2 separate regions of the Sus scrofa genome follow, and region 2 is linked to region 1. Evidence: chromatin contacts called from public HiChIP or PLAC-seq data. All regions are on one chromosome and are shown on one strand. Each heading gives the region's core, a stretch centred on a gene start, on an enhancer-like site or on the middle of the called end of the contact. The rest is flanking DNA. Distances are from core to core; before and after follow the strand shown.

The links. HiChIP or PLAC-seq counts read pairs in DNA pulled down with a chosen protein or histone mark.
Region 2: an H3K27ac HiChIP or PLAC-seq map of alveolar macrophages shows a contact between it and region 1. The contact joins the promoter of CNOT10 here to the enhancer-like site in region 1.

Annotation. Positions count from the first base shown.
Region 1 is chr13:18,288,721-18,292,076 of Sscrofa11.1, reverse strand. All of the region lies in intron 1 of CMTM8 (CKLF-like MARVEL transmembrane domain-containing protein 8), which reads right to left. Among named protein-coding and RNA genes, the nearest start is that of CMTM8, 47 kb to the right of the region's middle. Within about 2 kb of position 1,821, at least 7 of the 83 cell types and tissues checked have an H3K27ac peak or open chromatin away from gene starts, as enhancers often do. A contact at or near this core is called in alveolar macrophages, where this site is marked.
Region 2 is chr13:18,648,218-18,651,573 of Sscrofa11.1, reverse strand. CNOT10 (CCR4-NOT transcription complex subunit 10) reads right to left here and starts at 1,849. Exons shown (of 17, transcript XM_021071550.1): 1 at 1,566-1,849. LOC110256561 (a long non-coding RNA gene) reads left to right here and starts at 1,934. Exons shown (of 4, transcript XR_002338194.1): 1 at 1,934-2,021.

The sequences.
Region 1 (3,356 bases), core at 572-3,071:
GATTTTTTTTTTTTTTTGGTCTTTTTGTCTTTTTAGGGCATGTGGAGGCTTCCAGGCAACTAGGGGTCCAATCAGAGCTGTAGCCACTGGCCTATGCCACAGCCACAGCAATGCCAGATCTGAGCCACATCTGCGACCTATACCACAGCTCACAGCAACGCCAGATTCCCAATCCACTGAGCAAGGCCAGGGACTGAACCCACATCCTCATGGATGCCAGTCAGGTTCTCTAACCACTCCAGTTGAATGCATTTGTTCATGTGTTGTTTACAGCTGCGTTCACAATACAACAGAGTTTAGTAATTACCATAGAGACCAGAGAGCCTGCAAAGGCTAAAATATTTACTAGAATATTGGATGATCTTTGGTAGGCTTGCTAGACAACGTTTCAGCAGCATACTGAAAAGGCACCTAGTAATCACTTTTTGCCTTATTTTTTTTTTTTTTTTTTTTTTTTTGGTCTTTTTGTCTTTGTTGTTGTTGTTGCTATTTCTTGGGCCGCTCCCGCGCCATATGGAGGTTCCCAGGCCAGGGGTTGAATCGGAGGTATAGCCATCGGCCTACGCCAGAGCCACAGCAATGCGGGATCCGAGCCGCGTCTGCAACCTACACCACAGCTCACGGCAACGCCGGATTGTTAACCCAGTGAGCAAGGGCAGGGACCGAACCTGCAACCTCATGGTTCCTAGTCGGATTCGTTAACCACTGCGCCACGACGGGAACTCCTGCCTTATTTTTAAGATTTGGATAAGTTTCCTTTAAGATTGTCTGCCTTTCAACCAGTTTATGAGGTTTCTCCCCTTGAGTCAATGACTCCTGTAGTAGAAAAACCTATCCCTAGTCTAAGAACAGCCAAGCTATGTAGAATCCTGGCATTCCTATGGTTCAACCAAAGTACTCCAACTTGTTTACAAAATTCAGGGTAACCTAAGCCAGTATTTTCATTGATTTAAACCAATGCTCCCTTTGGAAATCTTCTCCAAAAAAGAGTAGAAAGAAGAGACACTTACCTTTGGAAATGGTGCCCTGACACTCTCTGACCCCATACTCTATGTCGAGGACCAAGGACTATTCTCCACGTAAATACCCCAGACTCTCTGAGTGAACCCAAGATGGCCAGGTGATGAGGGGCTGGCTGACAGGGAAGAGCAAATGTGACATAAAAATCAGGATTGTTCTCATTTTATAAGCAGAAGCTGATATAAGGAAAGTTCCTAGCTAGGGTTTCCCTAGAAACAGACCAAGATTTCTGGGGGGAAAAAATTAAGAGAAGGAAAGATTTCAAAAGGCAAAAAGTCACGTGTCTAGTGCATGTCTCATAGTCTAGATCTTCCAATAGTCAAAGTTTTTAGTTCGAAGATGATCGAGATTTTTTGTGGGGATTCTATGAACAAGGAGCACTGCCAATGACCAAGACCATGCTGGGGAACATAAACCAGACCTCTTTACCTTCACCCTGGGCTTCCTCAGCATCTTTGACTTTTACAATGTTATTCTTATCCAGGACTCCTTCATAAATACACACTTCAAGTGTATAAATTAGTACCCGAACCATTCCCCCTAAATTCTTCCCACACACAGATCTTATTTTCCTACACACAGGCTTAATTTTAAACCATCAAAGCCCCCCGAGTTTCAAGAACCTTTTTTTCTCCTTAACTACCACAAGCTGGTAATTAAATGTTCCTCCAGACAAGGCTGGTGAACAATAGAAGAAATTGTTCTTTCACCATCACCATTTTGCACAAGACGCTGTAATGACACTACTGTATTGCAGATGGATACAGCAGCCTGGAGCGTCCACCCTGGGAACAGACAGGGCTGGGTGAGGTCACCCTTTATTCCACAAAGGGAGTCTTAGTCACCAAGGTTGCTTCATAGAAGAGAATGGCCTGGTTAAAAGTTCAAATTCAGACAGTGTCCATTCAAGGTGAGTAAGTGGTATGATCCCCCTTCAAAAGCAGACGGCAACTGAGGGGGAGGGATAAATTAGGAGTCTGGGATTAACAGATACACCCTACAATATATAAAATAGATAACCAACAAGGACCTACTGCATAGCAGAGGGAACTCTACCCAATATCCTATAATACCCTATATGGGAAAAGAATCTGAAAAAGAATGGAAATATGTACATGTATAACTGAATCACTTTGCTGTACACCTGAAACACAACATTGTAAATCAACTACATTCCAATGTAAAATTTTTTAAAAAGAGTAAAAAAAAAGTAGAGAACGATTTTCCTAAAATCACCTAAAATCACTTTTTACACTAGCTCATAATTGGGGGGGGGTGGTAATCTTTGCCCAGTGGCTGGAACCCAAATCTTCCAGAAAAACAACCATTTTTTGAGAGCAAACACATGGGGGATGAGTTGAAAAGGCACCCTCATGAGGCTATTAAAATAATGAAAACCTGGACAGAAGTTGGGCTGCTCTGCTGCCCTCTACTGGCAGGGTCAAGGATCAACAACACACAAAGCGCCCAAGTGGGCACACACCCCTCTGTTCCTCTGTGGCTGAGTCATGTCCTACTCCTCCTGAGAAAAACCTGGGTGAGAAAAGCAGGGGCTTCAACCCATGGAACCTCAAATCCAGTAGGAACACCTGAAGCAGCACAGCTCATTTTGCAACTACAGAGCCCTCAGAGTGAAGCAACCCTGCAGTCCCAGGAGGTCTTCAAAAAAACGAAAAATAGAACTACCATGTGATCCAGCATTCCCACTCTTCAGCATATATCTGGAGAAAACCGTAGTTCAAAAAGATGCAGGCACCCCAATATTCACTGCAGCCCCATTTAAAATAGCCAAGACATGGAAGCAACCTAAGTGTCCACTGACAGAGGAATGGATATATATATATATATATATATATATATACACACACACACACAATGGTATATATATACAATGGAATATTACTCAGCCATAAAAAGAATGAAATAATGTCATTTGCAGCAACATGGATGGACCTAGAGATGATTATACTAAGTGAACTAAGTCAGACAAAGACAAACATCATATGATATCACTTATATGTGGAATCTAAAGAAATGATACAAATGAACTTATTTACAAAACAGAAACAGACTCGCAGACTTTGAAAACAAACCGGTGATCACTAAAGGGGGAAGGTTCAGGGAAGGGAAGGATTGGGAGCTTGGGACCAGCACAGGCACACTATGGTATATGGAATGGAGGGTCAATGGGAACTGTATAGCACAGGGAACTCTACCCAATATTCTGTGATAACTTACATGGGAACGGATATGTGCATGTGTATAACTGAATCACTTTGCTGTACAGCAGAAAGCAAAACACTGTAAATCAATTATACTTCAATAGAATTTTAAAA
Region 2 (3,356 bases), core at 600-3,099, 360 kb before region 1:
TTCATTTTTATTATTTTTTTGCTTTTTAGGGCCAAACCCACAGCATGTGGAAGTTCCCAGGCTAGAGGCTGAATCAGAGCTACAGCTGCTGGCCTACGCCACAGCCACAGCAATGCTGGATCCTTATCCCACTGAGCGAGGCCGGGGATCAAACCCACATCCTCATGGTTCCTAGTCCGGTTCATTAGCCACTGAGCCACTAAGGGAACTCCTAGGCTGCCTCATTTCAAACTTCCTCCTCCTCCTACCTCTTCATCACTTATCACTTGGCTCAGTTAAAACATGAAGCAGCTCACAGGACACCACTGCTGACATCTCTCAATGGCTCCCCATAAGTTAGAGCGAAATTTCACCTTCTTCCATGGCCCACAAAGACTGACAGAAGCTGTCCCCCACCCCCTAACTCTGACTTTGCCTCTTGCCTCACCTCCTCTGCTCACTATGCTATAAAATACGCTGAGTGCTCTGATACGCCAGCAGTTGGTCCAGGTGCTGGAAACGGCACACAACCCCAACACAGACAAAAGTGCCTGTCCTCAAGGTGCTTATGCTCCCAGGTCTTCCTGCTGTACATTTTCCAAGGGGTCTGTACAGCTGCTGCTCCACCTATCTGCATCATTCTTGCTTCCTGTGGCTGGCTCTTTAGTCTTTGTTCAAATGTCACCTCTTAGAGAGCCTTTCCATATCTGATCCACTCTCAGTTATTGAGATCAAGACATACTAAAACACACACTACATTTGAGATTTCCTTTTTTCTTTTTTAAATTAATTTTAGTTTTAAAAATAATTTTACTGTGAAAAATCTTAAGTGTTGACTGCTTCTAAGTCCTGTCATTTAAATTCCAACAAAACCTGGATGGATGCCACAGAGAACATTATTTTCTTACAGGAAACATAGGCCAGACCATCCCAAAAGTAGGCAGGAAAGCATTTTATATTCTTCAAAGGAGAAGATTTTTAGGAAGGGGGTAGTAATCCATAAAGAAAATCGTCACGATAAATTAGTCTTGAGGAACTAGGGGAAAACAGGTTCCACACGCAAGATATTAAAAAGCAGAGTCTGAAGTGAGACACAATAAAGTTATTCCCATTTAAATAAATGGTTTTCATAAAGCTAATTATATACGACGTGGCCGACCAGAGGCAAGCTGATGTCGCCGTGACCAGCCAGGGAAGTCCTGGCCGGAGCCAGGGGAAATCAAGGTAGCTCTTTTTCCAGGGTGAACTTTCCTTGCTCTGCTTTCCCCAAAGGGAAGTCAGAAAATCTGTGAAGCGGCCACATAGGTTTAAGCTTTTTAAACCAGAGCTATTCCGGAGAGCGGGGCAAAGGAGGGCAGAAGTAGCTTCACGCCACACTTGGTAAGAAACTATCTGACATCGGGCCCAAAGACTCACATTAGCCCCTCAGAGGGAGAGGATGGGGAGAGAAATGGCACGCCCCAATTAGAGTCACCCTAGAGTCCCCAACCTCCAGTCCCCAACCGGAGCTCCTCCGCCGAAGCGCAGGGTCTGCCTGCTCCCGCGTGTCCCGTTTCGACCCTGATCGCTGGGCGCGGGCACCTCACCTGAGGGCTTGTCTGCAGCCATCTTCCCGCCTCGGCTCAGGTTCTTCCCCGCAGGTGGCGTGGCCTCCACTCCAGCTGCCCGGCCGACCGCTGTCCTGGACCTCGGAGGAAAAGTCTGCACCCACTCCCCGGGTTCCGGTCTGTGGAGTGGGCAGACGGCGGGCTGAGGAAGTGACGAAGGCTAGCTCGCGTAGTCTAGCAACAGCAGCAGCGTCTCCGCCAGGGCGGTGCCACCGCCTCCAGCCATGCCCGGCTTCCGCCTCGCCGAGTCCCCTGACACACTACTTCCGGGGGCCGCAGCCGGCGTGGGAACTGCGGCTGGTCCCGCCCCACGCTGGCGTCCCCGGCGCCCCGCCCCCCGCAGCGTGAGCGCGCGCTCCCGTCCGGAAGTACGCTCAACCGCACCTCTGGGAGAAAGCTGTGCGCTAGTGTTTGTGCTTGTCCTGGTTAGACTTCGTAAGTATCAGCCCTTTTGTCCCTCATTTTACGGAAAACCACATAACTGCACTTGACATCTAAGCTTAAGGCTAAGCTTAGCTAAGCTTAAGGCTTGCACTTGGCTTGTATACTCATTGATTTCTCACAGATCTCTGAGAAGGCACTGTTGCCCTTTCCCTTCCCCATTTAAAGTCAAAACAAAACATTTTGTTTTAGAAGTTTTAGATGTATATAAAATTGCAGAAATGATACATGGAGCTCTTGTGAGCGTTTTGAGTATTATTAAGTCACTACGACACATCTGTCACATCTAAGAAACCACCATTAGCATATTACTATTAATTTTTTTTTCAACTTCACCAGTTTTCTTTCTTTCTTTTTTTTTTTTTTTTTGGTCTTTTTGCCTTTTCTAGGGCCACTCCCTCGGCATATGGGGGTTCCCAGGCTAGGGGTCTAATGGCCTACAGCAGAGCCACAGCAATGTGGGATCCGAGCCGCGTCTGGAACTTACACCACAGCTCACAGCAACGCGGGATCGTTAACCACTGAGCAAGGCCAGGGATCGAACCCTCAACCTCATGGTTCCTAGTCGGATTCGTTAACCATTGAGCCACGACAGGGACTCCCATTCACCAGTTTTCAGTTACGGTCCCCTTTCTGTTCCAGGATCTTTTCCAGGATACCACATTAAATTTATTCATGTCTCCATAAGCTATTCTTTTTTTCCTTTTTACATCCACATCTGCAGCATATGGAAATCCCTGGGCTAGGGGTCTAAATGGAGCTGCAGCTGCAGGCTTACACCACAGCCAGGGCAGTGACAGATCTGAGCCACAAGGATCTGAGCCCCATCTGTGACCTACACCACAACTTGTGGCCAAGCCAGATCCTTAACCCACAGGGAAGGGCCTGGGAAGGAAGCTACATCCTCATGGACACTATGTCAGGTTCTTTACCTGCTGGGCCACTATGGGAATTCTTTCTCAGGCTATTCTTGGCTGTTATTGCTTCTCAGATTTTCCTTATTCTTTTTTTTTTTTGTGTGTGTGTGTTCTTCTAGGGCTGCACCTGTGACATATGCAGGTTCCCAGGCTATGGGTCTAATCAGAGCTGTAGCCACCACCCTATGCCAGAGCCACAGCAACTCAGGATCCAAGCCTCATCTGTGACCTACACAGCTCACGGCAACGCCGGATCCTTAACCCACTGATCGAGGCCAGGGATTGAACCCACAACCTCATGGTTCCTAATCAGATTTGTTAACCACTGAGCCAGGATGGGAATTCCAGATTTTCCTTGTTCTTGATGACGTTGACAGCTTTGAAGAGTACCAGTCAAGGTTTTTGAAGAATG